Regions from separate parts of the Mus musculus genome. Here region 2 is linked to region 1. The links are chromatin contacts, called in public Hi-C maps. All regions are on one chromosome and are shown on one strand. The core of a region is the stretch at or near the end of the contact, and the rest is flanking DNA. Distances in the headings are between cores, read along the strand shown. Region 1 overlaps Pcca (propionyl-Coenzyme A carboxylase, alpha polypeptide). Region 2 overlaps Pcca (propionyl-Coenzyme A carboxylase, alpha polypeptide).

Region 1 (6,069 bases), core at 609-3,108:
AAAACTGCTGCTTGTCTGTGTGATATATTCTTCTAGCTGGGCTGCCTTGTCTGGCTTCAACAGGAGAGGAAGTGCTCAGCACTGCAGAGACTTAAAGTACCAGGGTGAGTGAATACCGGGGCGTGGGGAGGCACCCACTCAGAGGAGAAGGGGAATGTTGGATGGAGAAAGGATTGTGAGAGGGATGACTGGAAGGATGGCAGTGAGTAGGATGTAAAGTGAATAAGTTTAAAAATTAATTAAATTTTAAAAAAGTAAAAAGAAAGAAATTTAGATTATTTAGACTCCTTCTCTCTAGAAAACAATCTAGACATCTCTCTTCTACTTTGACATTTGGATAACCATCTATCATATTTGACATTAGTGTTACTAAAAGAAGGGATGACTCTGTTCTTGTCATAAATTCTTGCATCTTATCATATGGGCACTATCTGTGACTTTTAGAATGACTTAGTAACTACTTCTGAAGACAAAAGGCTATCAGCATGAAAAGAAGAATGTACATAAAGGAGTAGAGCTCTGTGAAGTGGTGGTCATAGCACTGGTCACTCGGGCCAGTGTTTTCTAGACCCACAGAACAAGAAAGCAAAGCAGAATTTGTATAGAGAAGCAATTGAAGGCAAAAAATAAACATTAAAATATACCTCTAAGATATATATACACTTCAGAGTTCTTTTAAAAAACAATAACACAAAAAGCTTAATTCACTTTGTCCTATTACCAAGAAAATATTAACAACTATAAAATAGGATCTAAGTATAAACATGAACAACTACTACATCAGTATCATTTAAAACAACCAGAGTCTCAAACAACATGACTCATTAGTCTCTCATTATTGTCCCTAGAGTTTTATTTATAGTTCTTGTATTTTCTAAATTTTACAGAATTTATTTCTAGGACAGATTACACTGAAATCCTTGCTTGGGGTGAAGATGAAAAAGGTAAAAGAAACATCAACCTAGCCAAGTTGCTTCAAAAGGTCAGACTTGGGCACACACTGTTCCGTCTGCATATTCCGTGGCACCTCAGGGAGAGGCAATAAGGAAGTGAGCTGACAAGCAGATAATAACGAACACAACCCCCAAATCGAGCTCCTGGAGCAAGCTTTCATCTCACTCTGGTACAACTCATTGCTCCACCTGTCATTAAACACCTAAATCATTATGTTCTTTTATGCATAAATACAGGAAGAAGCAAGCAGAAAAATTAAGCAATATCTTCAGAAACCCTATTTCCCATTTGTACTAATTCCATCCTCTTTTCAATACTGCATTTCTCTCCTTGGCAAATCTCTCTAAACCAATTTTAAATTCCTTGTTGGAACAAGGCCAAACATAAATATACAAATACTGCTCCTTTTCCTACTGAAAATGACTTTGCACAGATCGGCTAACTTGGATTTTTAACAATCATCTTTGTATTATGCAAATTAATCTTTTGACATTTTCTTATACATGCACTGATGGTGTTGATTTAGTTTCAATTCAAAAATCAGGGATTTCATTACCCTATAAAACATATCCAGAGTTCAAAGTATTTAATGGGGGTTAAACAAAATGCAAACATTTAATGCAACATTAAGCATGTGAAATAAAAACTTGATTGCCTAAAGAAAGCATGCTATGCTGTTACCCTGGTGACAGGTTAAAAAAGGGATTGTGAGATGAATAGCTGTATGATATGAAATTAAAATGTTTCACATTGAACAATCCGAAATGAATTGGGAAAGGTTAGAGTAGAGAAGAGAGAAATCAATTCTCCAATGGCAATGGTGAATGGGAGAGGAGAATGAATAGGATTTGCCAGTGGGGTGCACCAGCTGCCAAGTATCCTGCAGCCACAGAATTACAATAATACTGATGCAATGTGCGTGAGCGTCTGCCATCAGGGCAGGGGAGACAGAGGTCCTCCCACAATAGCAGGCTGTTCTGACATCTAGCCCTTGCAGAACAACCAAACTGAAGAAAAAATATTTTAAAATGTTATATTCAGCAAATATTACAGATGTGTCACCTTACACATTTATGATTTCATTCTTGGGATCTCTGTGATTCTAACTCGGACAAGACAGGGTCATAGTAAATAACTGAAAACAGCAACAGTAATAGTAAAAAGCCAAAAGGAGTGTGGCTGAATTCATGTTTTTCTCTCCTCGTCTCCTCTTGATGCTTTCAGTGCGTTGGTTGCTCAAATGGAAGTGTGTATTTCCAAAGATGTTGCATGGCCACGAGTGTTCGCAAATATGCAAAGTATGCAGTCAGCCATCAACACATCACTTCATTATTGTAAAAACATGACCTAATTGAGAATGTAAATGAATCAAGTATGATATAAAAGTTGTTTTATTTCATAGGTGGTGTAAGTGTGACATATCTTTTTAAATCCAGGAAACTAACCCTCCTCTAATGCAAACTACATGATAATATTGGCTATTTCTCAGAAATGATTTTCGCAAGGCTAGTTTTTCCTGTGTTCCTTTCCCCAATTAGCATTCAATGGTTAAAATCCTATTTGAAACATGAAACTCACCCTCCAGATGGAAACTTAAGAACAACTACAAATCACATCCGAGACCGGGAAAGGCCACTGCCTTTCAATAGCAGGAAAAACCTCAGATAATTGCATCTGTCAGGTAGAAATCATTAGGACATTGATTCTCCATTTTATCAGGAAGCCAGATGAGAAAAGAATGTACAACACAGATGTCAACACAACACACAGAGGTAATTCAAGAGAATGTAATTTCCCCTTAGAGGACTGTGCTTGCAAAGGTTAAACTGGTTGGGGCAGGCTGTGTGGCTAGTCAGATGCCTGAGATGTCCCTCTAAGCCAGAGCACAGGGTAAGGTCACACACTGAGCCACATTGTAGGCTGAGCTGTTTTCATCAATATTACTACAGCTCATGAGAACATTCTGGCTCTGAGACTTTAACAACTGAACTCGTAGTTATGGGAATGAAGTAAACTCTGTGACCTTGTTCAATTCAAACAAGCTCATTGCAGAAGAAGCTGGAGAACCTGAAAGAAGCCAATTCTGCTGTTACTCAGACAGTAAAATGAAGGCAAAGGTTGAAGCAGTTTGGCAAAGCAGTTTGTATCACTTGTTTGTACCTTACCATGAAGCTGGAGCCAAACTCCTGGCACCTCACTAGGCCCTGGTCCCACCTGCTGCACCATGCCAACCGTTCACAGTTCAGCACTGGGTGAAGGGGCCAAAACAACCAAAGCAACTCACAATTTCCAACCCTGAAAAATCTCACGTAGGACAGGCCATAAGTCAGAGGCCATCTTTTCCGTGCCGAAGAGATGTGGGGGTGTACCCTCACGTTCTGTAAGGCGTCTTCATGCAAATTACCTCTCTATTATTTCCATTAGAACAAGATTTTCAACCATATGTTAATTTTTATAGTGCTAATGCACGGTTTTTCAAAACTACAATTTTGAAGAACATTAATATGCCAAAACATTGACAATATAATGGTATATTTTTAAAGCTGTCCTTTTAAGTGGAATGCTCACTTTTCCATAAAATCAAAGTAAGGCACAAGACTTTATATATCTATGTAGAAGGCCAATCTAAATCTTCTGCCTCCACCTCCTAACGTACTGTAAGTCTGCTCCTGGCATGTGGGCTCAGCCATGCCTCGCTCTCTACACTCTTCTACTGCTCCTCTCAAAGTCTGTTATCATATCCTCCCCATCTAAAAGAGGTGGGTGCTAGAGAGCTCCCAGGCCCACACCCTGGCTACTACTGTCTCTTTTACTGGTCTCCCAGCTTCCATTTTTAACCAGGTTACAAACTGTTTCTAAACCTGAAGTCAAAAAGTCTTGTTGGTACTTACACCGCAGCAAGCTCCTGGCTGAAAATTTACAATGGCTCTAGACTCCCCACAGGGTACAACCCTCAGTCTTAACTCAAGAATCAGGGCTCTTCCCTGTCCCACTCAGAGGGAGGAAGGATGGGAAGGGGAAGAAGAAAACACATGTCTTAATTTCTATTGCTGCAATGAAACACCATGGCCAAAAAGCAAGTTGGGAAGAGAAGAGTTTATTTGGCAGACACCTCCACATCACAACTCATCACTGGAGAAAGCTGGGACAAGAACTAGAACAGAGCAGGGACCTAGAGGCAGGAGCTGATACAGAGGCCATGGAAAAGTGTTCTTTACTGGCTTGTACCCATGGCTTACCCAGCCTACTTCCTTATAAAACCCAGGACCACCAGCCCAGGGATGGCACCACCCACAAAGACCCGAGCCCTTCCCCATCGATCACTAATTAAATTTGCCCTACTGCAGGAACTTATAAAGGCATTTTCTCAACCGTGGTTCCCTCCTTTCAGATAACTCTACTTTGTGTTAACCTGACATAAAATTATCCAGCACAATAAGGGAGGGAGGGAGGGAGGGAGGGAGGGAGGGAGGGAGGGAAGACAGGAAGGCAGGCAAGTAGTAATAAATCAGTCAGACTTGTGAAAACAAGGAGCAGAGTGGCAGCTCTGGGCCTACAGACTTTCAGTTCTGCAAGACAAAGAAGCTCTAGGGCTACTACATAAATGGTTGCTATAGTTGACACTACAAACCTAAACACTTGGAAATGGCTACAGTGATAAATGCCACTGTTTGTTTAACACAAAATATAAATGCCATTAATTCTTTCTCTCTTTCTCACCTCTCTCCTTCACCCTCCCACCCCAAAGAGGGTCTCACTATGTAGTTCTAGCCAGCTCATTACTCACTATCTAGTCTACAGTGTGCTCAAACTCAGCAATCCTTCTACCCCAGCCTCCCAAGCGTTGGGATTAAAAGTGCAAGCTACTATGCCTGAACTCACTAGTTCTCTTTATCAACAACAATTATTAAATGGGTCCCAAGTGAGTTAAAGAGTTGAACATTACTAATTTTTCTAATTGCTCCTTATAAGAGATTGTGATTGTCTCTTCTGGTGAGCTGTTAAGAGGGGTTGTCTTAGGGTTTCTATTGCTGTGATGAAACACCATGACTAAATGGAGCTTGGGGAGGAGAGGGTTTATCTCACCTTTTGCCTTTACCAGTGGTCCTCAATCTGTGGGTCACTACCCCTTTGGGGTCAAATGACCTTTTCACAGGGGTTATCTAAGACCATCAGAAAAGATATTTACATTACAATTCATAACAGTAGCAAAATTACAGTTATGAAGTAAGTAGAAATGAAAATAATTTTAGGGTTGGGGATCACCACAACGTGAGGAGCTGTATTAAAGTGTCGCAGCATGAGGAAGGTTGAGAACCAGCTTATAGTCTGTCTATCATCAAGGAAGCTAAGGCAGGAACTTGAGGCAGGGACCACGAGGCAGGAATTGAAGCAGAGGACATGGAAAAGTACCACTTACAGGTTTGCTGCCTATGGCTTGCTGAGCCTATTTTCTTATGCCACCTAGTATCATAAGTCCACTGGGCTGGGGGCTGGGCCCACCACGTCAGTCTGGGTCCTCTCTTTCCAGTGATTCTTGACTATGTAAAACTGATGAGATGCCAGCCAGCCAAGGGCAAGGGAAGAAAAGCAAATGAACAGAGTGAGGCCAGTGAAACCCAGTAAATTCTTATCTATCTACAATAAAAACACTTTCCTATGCCCAGAGGCAGCATTGACTCTCCAAGACCTTGAGATTAATGCAATGTGAGGACAGACAGCACTGTGCTTGCTCCTTCTAGCTCAGCTCAGCCCTGAGGACCAACCCTAAAAGAGACCAGGGCTGGCTTTCTCTGCACCGTGCCTCTTCCTCACTTGTAAAAAGAACAAGCAGGTCTTCTGCTCAGGAAGGGAGAGTTGGCCACTGAGCGGCCTGGCCATCCCTCTATGGTAAGTTTCAAGGCTTACAGAAAGCTTACATTACACATGACAGCTTCAGAGCCACAGAACCTTGCAGAGGACAAATTACAGAGAAATGTTGCAGGCAGAGGGGAGTTGAGTGGTTCCGTGGAGACAGGCAGGCCTTCTCACCAGCCCCTGAGAATCCTGAAGGGCAGAGCTGGGCCTGCCCAGGATAAGGGAAGCTCCCCTGACTGCTCTACAAGCAGTATTTCC
Region 2 (6,645 bases), core at 2,279-4,778, 150 kb before region 1:
GACAGGAAACATCCCAGATAAATATATGAACCACGATTCGCTCTACCCAAACAGAAAATAAAACGCTTTGAGGTAGGGAATTGGTTTCTGGTTCCCACCAGATCCGGTCTCTCTGGGGAGGACAGAAGCAGCACCCACTGGGCAGCTCCATTTTGTTGGAGGAAAGCTGCTGTAACTCAAAGCCTCCTGTGGGCATCATGCTGGCAGGGAGGCCGAGGCAGAATCTGATTCCCACTTTGATTCTGCCTGGGGACAGTGGCACTCTCCAAGTGGCTCTTTACAGGGCCTATTTAAAGCAGGTGGGGGAGGCCCCACAGAAGAGCTTTGATAGCCTAGGTTCCAAGCAGATTTTCGACACTGTGACAGGTTGAATAATAACATCTTCTGGGTGTTTCTTTACTCCTGAGTGTGTGTTTTGCAATCAAGACATAGAAATGTCTGCCAGTTCCTGAAGGATATGATCCTTAAGTGAAATTACAGCACAAATAAAAGCTTTTTGCTCCTATTAAAATTCATCTGAGTCATAAATGACAAGGGAAAAGCAGGCTGCTGTCAGTCTGACGACACCCTGGGCAGAGGGACTACGCATCACCCATGAATTGTACTTCCAAGGCCCTCATTAAATCCTTGGGAACCAAGGGGGGACATAATTGGGCCAAATTGCACAGTTTTAGTATCTGTGCTCTATCTCCCTTGGAACAGAAAGTCCGGCAGCACTAGAGGCTCGTGTGTACCGGGCAGTAAGTCCAGCAGCACTAGAGGTACGTGTGCATCAGGCGGGTTTCATTTCTAGCAGCATCACTAGGGTGTCACTACTACGTGACCAGCTGGCATTCTGCCCCAGGGATTAGTTTTCACTGTAGCATTCAGATCTATTTTCCCCCTGGTTTTCTTTAACTTCAAAATATGAATTTAGGAAAAGTATATACTGAGAATACAATTTAACAGCTTTTCACCACAGCAAATAGGCTTAAGAACCAATACTTCAGCTATCTCACAACTAAGCCTCAATGTGAACAAAGCTAAGGCTGTCTTCAGACCATTTCTCCTGAGAGGCCCAGATCCTGACAAAAAACTGGGTCCCTTACTATTTTTATAACTTTCATATCTTCTAAATTCCTTTCTCTGTAGGGCCCCTGCTTTGCTTGGAAAGAGATGTAAAAGAGTCCAAAACTCAGTGCTTCAGACACAGCCTTTGTTATTGATGAGATGTTCCTTTCCCTTTTGTATTTGTTTATTGTTCTTAAATCTGTTTAGGAATAAATGACTTATTGTAATCACAAGTGAAAAATAACAAGGAGTGGATGCCTCAGGAGAGGTCTTGTTGAACATGGCTGACTCAGAAGTGACCTTTCTGATTAGGAAAAGAAGAGAGAGAAGCTACACTTCTTAAGGATACCTTTGATGTTGTCCTGATTATCACAGGCCATCTTAAAACAGCCTCTTGTCGGCCCTGCAGTTTGTATGTAGAGTCAAAAGTCTGAACCGGCCTCGTTGGTGCCGCACATGGGCCCATCCAAGAAGACATCCTAGTTACAACCATAGATGTTTCCTAGTGCCTGCTCTCCAAAAAGGGGGCCACTGCAGTCTGCACTAGGACTTACAGAGCTTAGCATCTGAACTGGGACTCATTGTTTTCTCTAGATTCTTGGGGAGAGGTGCAGTTAGCTAGCTGAGGATTCAGGAAAGGGTCTTTCTAGCAATAGCAGAGCTCAAGTCTACTTCTATGATGGGCACTTAAGTGTTTTCAGATACTGTAACTACGTAAGTTCAGGGGTGTGTCTGTGTTCATGCAAAGCACAGTGTTGATGTTTAAAAGGCTGGCTGCTAACAGAGAGAAGTATAATCATGAAGGAGGACAGTTTTTCATTCCGTGTGGGTCCAGAAGAACCAGGGTATGGTGGTGAAAAGGTCCATAAAGGTCAGCTCTGGACTCAGTAGTAAAACCACTTCCCTCTACTGGTTTTAGGAAGCTGTCTCCAAACCACTGTCATGGGAATGGAAAGTTTAAAAAAAAAAAAAAAAAAAAAAACACCTCACCAGGTAAATTAGAAAACAGGCTCTCTCTGGGAGCAGTTTAGATGGCTTCTTAACCCAAATGTGATAATCATAGAAGGTATTTGACCCAATTATGTAAAATCGCCCCCCAAGCCAAGACTCCAAACAAATCCATTTTATGCTGTCTATAATGTAAAAACATATCTAGTGAGAAAATGTCATCCAAACATTTAAAGAAAAGAAAGAAGAATCAACAGCAAACATGGGAGATACAATGAGAACACTGCACACAGCGGGCAGTTAGGAGGAGGGCCGTGGGACCAGCATAGGACCCACTGTGGCTTTGGGAGAGAGTGCAGGGTAGAACAGGAGAGGTTTCCAGAGTGATATGCTCTGCTGACTGCTACATCCTGCAAGCGGGCTGCCCACCTGTGGGAGAACATGCCTCAATCTATTGATTATATGCACGATTCTCAGTCAGCAGCTTTGGACAGAGAAGCACTCCATCCATGTATGATCAGCTCCAACCTGATGGGCTCTGTTATTTGTCTAGTACTCGAGGCAGGCCCCCTGATGGAGATTGAAGTCTGTGAATGCCTTTCCAAAGCCTCTACATATACAGGTGATTTTTCAAGCCATATACACAGAGTTTCCATGATTCAAGGGTGTGGCCTTTGAATATGAAGTCCAGTCTGCTTTACACAGCCTTCAGCTGCAGTTTCAGAGCCTGTGAGATTTCTCTTGGAGAAGGGCTGAGCTCCAATTTCCCTTCTAACTCATTCGTCCAGGTCCAATTATGAGCTCCATAATTGATTTGATTTTTTTATGTCAGCTGTTGCCCATTAGAGCAACATTAGTCAACATTAGAGTCATAGGTCAACAATCCAGCTTTTCTCTGAGTTATCTGGAAAACTCAAAGTTATCAAGCATTGGCCAAAAACTATATCCACCCCCTTCCTATTCCCAAATGTACTGGCAGATACATTTTTCAAAGGCTGTCTTCCTATTCAAAGTTCCTCACCTCCTCCCACCTCACTCACCCTCACCCCTTCAGTCTCTACTTGTAAGCCTCATCTTCATTCACCTGACGTGAGATCCCCTAAAGCCCTAAGTCAGTCAGGGGAAAATCAGCACGAAGGTTTTGGAAATGATAAAAATGAGGCGTGTCTTCAAAATGCCAGCTCAGCAGAAAGGCAGGAGAACTATAAGCTATAACGTAAGCCACACCATGGACTTGGAAGCCATCAGTGTGTTCCTTGTCCCAGTTCTTTGTAGAAAAAGCACATGTTTACACGAGGGAAAACAACAGTCTGAGCCACGGACTGCACCTGTTTCTCTCCTTGAACCCAGAGCCTATTAGCTAATCTTTTGAAAGAGAAATCTCCAGAAAACATACTGAAAACACACAGACCAGGAGCTGGTAGCTTCTTCATCAAGGTTCAGTCAGCAACCAAGGTGGAAGGAGGAGGCTGCAGCTAAAGCAACAGGCCAATACCCAGCCAGCCCAGTCTCAGCCCAGGCTTCCTGCAGCTGCAGTGGTGGCTCAGCCTGTTAGCATAGTTCTGTGACAACTCCATCAGTGCAGTCTCAAGGTAGCTGTCAATCAGGATGCATCATTTAATCCAACAGCACTCGAAGGACTTTCTCCTCCAACCCACATGACAGCATAGCTACAGCTCTATTTATATCAGCGCCCAGTTGTGTTTACAATGCTGCAGTAATTAGAGAAGATGCAACAGGCAGCAATATTCCTGAGATTTCCATTTTGCAGCATTACCCTATAAAGTGTGATCCTGCTTCACAGAGTCATGCTAAATGACAAAAGGCTATTTTCTTCAATCTCCCAGCCCCGACAGCACTTCATTTGCAGCTATCTATAATTAGATTAATGGTGTAGTGCAGTACAAAGCGGACCCACTTCACATCAGATAGCTTATGAATTAGGACAAACACTTATTTCAATTCCAGGCAGAGAAAGCAATGACTGGGGTGTTTAGCATACCCTTTATGGTGGAATGAGATGTTAATTGTGTACCATTACCTCTAAACTGCTTGCTTGTTGTATAAATCACTGTGCTAATTGATGCAGAGATAGAAATGTAGCCACAGGCAAGAAAGCAAAGGAATGAGAGCTGAAGATGGAGGATAAGGGATTATCGAGGAAAACCATATGGAGACAAGGTTCCTTTGAAACCTCTGTTTTCTGCCTATGAACAGGAATCCTTCAAGTACAGCAATAGACAAGAAAAAAAAAATAACTTTACTTCTTACAAACACAATTTTCTTTTAAAAGTTCTGCCTGTCAAATATCGAGTATGTTGAATGAATCTGAAAATGCATTTATAAATCCCAGAATGTGTGGGCCAGCCAGGACATCTGGACTATAACTCATGGTTAAGGAGAGTCCCTTCTGAGTTACTTGATGCATGTGCTTCTGACCCACCCACAAGGCAAAACTCAAGTTTTCTGAGGGCCTGAAATTCTTCTCCATATTAGGAGGAAAAAAAAAAAAAAACTAGACTGGTTTAGATCTGTCAGGCTAATTACACAGAGAGAATGAATCAAACAGAACATGATCATCTGCCACTGATACAATAACTAGAACCACTGATACAGTAACTAGCCACTGATACAGTAACTAGAGCCACTGAAACAGTAACTAGCCACTGATAGAGTAACTAGAGCCACTGATAGAGTAACTAGAGCCACTAATAGAGTAACTAGCCACTGATACAGTAACTAGAGCCACTGATACAGTAACTAGAGCCACTGAAACAGTAACTAGAGCCACTGATACAGTAACTAGAGCCACTGAAACAGTAACTAGCCACTGAAACAGTAACTAGAGCCACTGAAACAGTAACTAGCCACTGATACAGTAACTAGAGCCACAGAACCCTAAAATCTGGTCATCACAGTTATAAGGAAGGGACTTCAAAGGTGCTATTTTTTTCTAGCTGTTCTAAAACTAGCAAAACAAATAAATAAGAGCACATACTGATCTAATAGCACCAGTCTTTTGTCTTCAAATGTTCTTCCTTGTTTATATACCCTACTCTCACTAACAGCTCTTTCTAGGGTCTAGAGAGCACAAACACAGAAACCAAATGCTGAACAAGAGTCGAGCCACGAGTGAGCCACAACTAAACATGCCCTTGGGAAGTTCATAAATCAAGCATGTGCCCTGTGTGTGTTTTCACTTTTTTAAGGTGCAAATTACTGCTGTGCACTTTTTTTACAATTCAGATGCTTAGTAATTAGCACTGTTATAACACTATTTTACACAGAGAGCAAATGTAGATCAGTTAGTTAGTGGTCCAATGTCCCTTTTTCACAGTAACAGTTGGCATCTCTCACAAAAGCTCAATTCAGAAACACTGTATAAAGTGCATTCTCCTGAAATGCAAATGTTGTCTTAACTTGTAAGACAATCAAGCGATGTCCTAAGGAACTGGGGCAGCTGACTTAAGTTATCACAACTGAAACCTGAAGGGAGTAGCCAGAGCTACATTAGCCTGTTACCATAAAGTAGACCTATATATCTGTCTAGGACTAACAACGCCTGCATTGTAAGGTTAGGGTCAATAGTTTAATGTTTGACACATTGTGATAATTAACAAAAGCCTACAAGGAACCATCAATGTCCTGTTCAACAGAATAAAACATTATCAGAATAGGGCAGAATGGAGATATAGCACAGTAGTACAGCACTTGTCTCTCTGGCATCCATAGGGCCCTGAGTTTGATTTCAAAATCCATGGGAGAGAAAAACTAGCAAAGGATTGGGAAACGAGTAGGGCAAAATGGCATAGGCCTGTAAACAATGCTCGGGTGGCAGGTGCAAGGGACTGTACATTCTAGGCAAACCTGGGCTAACCTGAGCGGAGTCTTAAACAAACAAAACTACAGTGCCCTACTTCCTACATCACAGCTGAGGCTCAGTGCCAGGTCCCAGAGGCAGTGCTCAGGGCCTGCCCATGTGTCTCATCCATTTAAATGCCAGAGTTACCTTAGAGCCGAATGCTTCAGGGTCAGTGATACTGATGTAACAGAAAAAAGATTCAGTCCCTGACTCAGCATTTGTTCCTCTCGTTGAAAAATGCAGTTAACACCACCAGAAAGCCACTCAGTATCTGACCGTTCTGTGACATGAGCTGACCCCAACACTGCGCTGTCACATAGCACATGGCTTCCCACTGGCAGTCACCAGTCAGGCAACAGTCAAGTGGTCAAGTGGAATCCAAACTCCAGGTTCGTTTTGATTTGGTTTTCTGGTTATTTTATTTTACTTATTTTATTTTAATTTATTTTTGTTGCTGGAGATTAAATTCAGGGCATTGTGTACATTATGTACATGCTTTATCACTGAACTACAAATCCAGGCCTAAACTTCAGCCTTTGGTTATACCCATAAATGTGCCATAAGAAATCATAAGGGCAGAGAACAATAACCTTATCTTTTTTGGAGAAAAAAAATACAAAAATAGAGGCAGGGAGAACATTTCTAACAAAACAAAAGAAAACAAAAAACAAAATACACAGAACTCATTTTTCAAAAATCTTCCTAAAAGGGTATGGCTTCCTTAGGGAAATGAACTGTCTTCAAGGTAACATGACCAACTTGGGCTAGTAAGATGGTTCAGAGGC

The links. Hi-C and Micro-C count contacts between places; a contact is called where the count stands out from the background.
Region 2: a contact with region 1 is called in a Hi-C map of forebrain, with 3 times the contacts expected there. The contact joins two enhancer-like sites. A contact is called at or near these places in 7 of 484 Hi-C or Micro-C datasets (3T3-L1-derived adipocytes, Sertoli cells, cerebellar granule neurons and 3 more), 3 of 115 datasets of contacts at active chromatin or transcription factors (VIP interneurons, cardiomyocytes and liver) and 4 of 9 other capture datasets (adipose tissue, embryonic stem cells, liver and 1 more).

The regions. Positions count from the first base shown.
Region 1 is chr14:122,716,925-122,722,993 of GRCm38.p6, reverse strand. The region is part of intron 18 of Pcca (propionyl-Coenzyme A carboxylase, alpha polypeptide); the gene reads right to left. Among named protein-coding and RNA genes, the nearest start is that of Gm46489, 29 kb to the left of the region's middle. Within about 2 kb of position 1,858, at least 25 of the 459 cell types and tissues checked have an H3K27ac peak or open chromatin away from gene starts, as enhancers often do. A contact at or near this core is called in forebrain, where this site is marked.
Region 2 is chr14:122,869,349-122,875,993 of GRCm38.p6, reverse strand. The region is part of intron 21 of Pcca (propionyl-Coenzyme A carboxylase, alpha polypeptide); the gene reads right to left. Among named protein-coding and RNA genes, the nearest start is that of Gm46488, 38 kb to the left of the region's middle. Within about 2 kb of position 3,528, at least 11 of the 459 cell types and tissues checked have an H3K27ac peak or open chromatin away from gene starts, as enhancers often do. A contact at or near this core is called in forebrain, where this site is marked.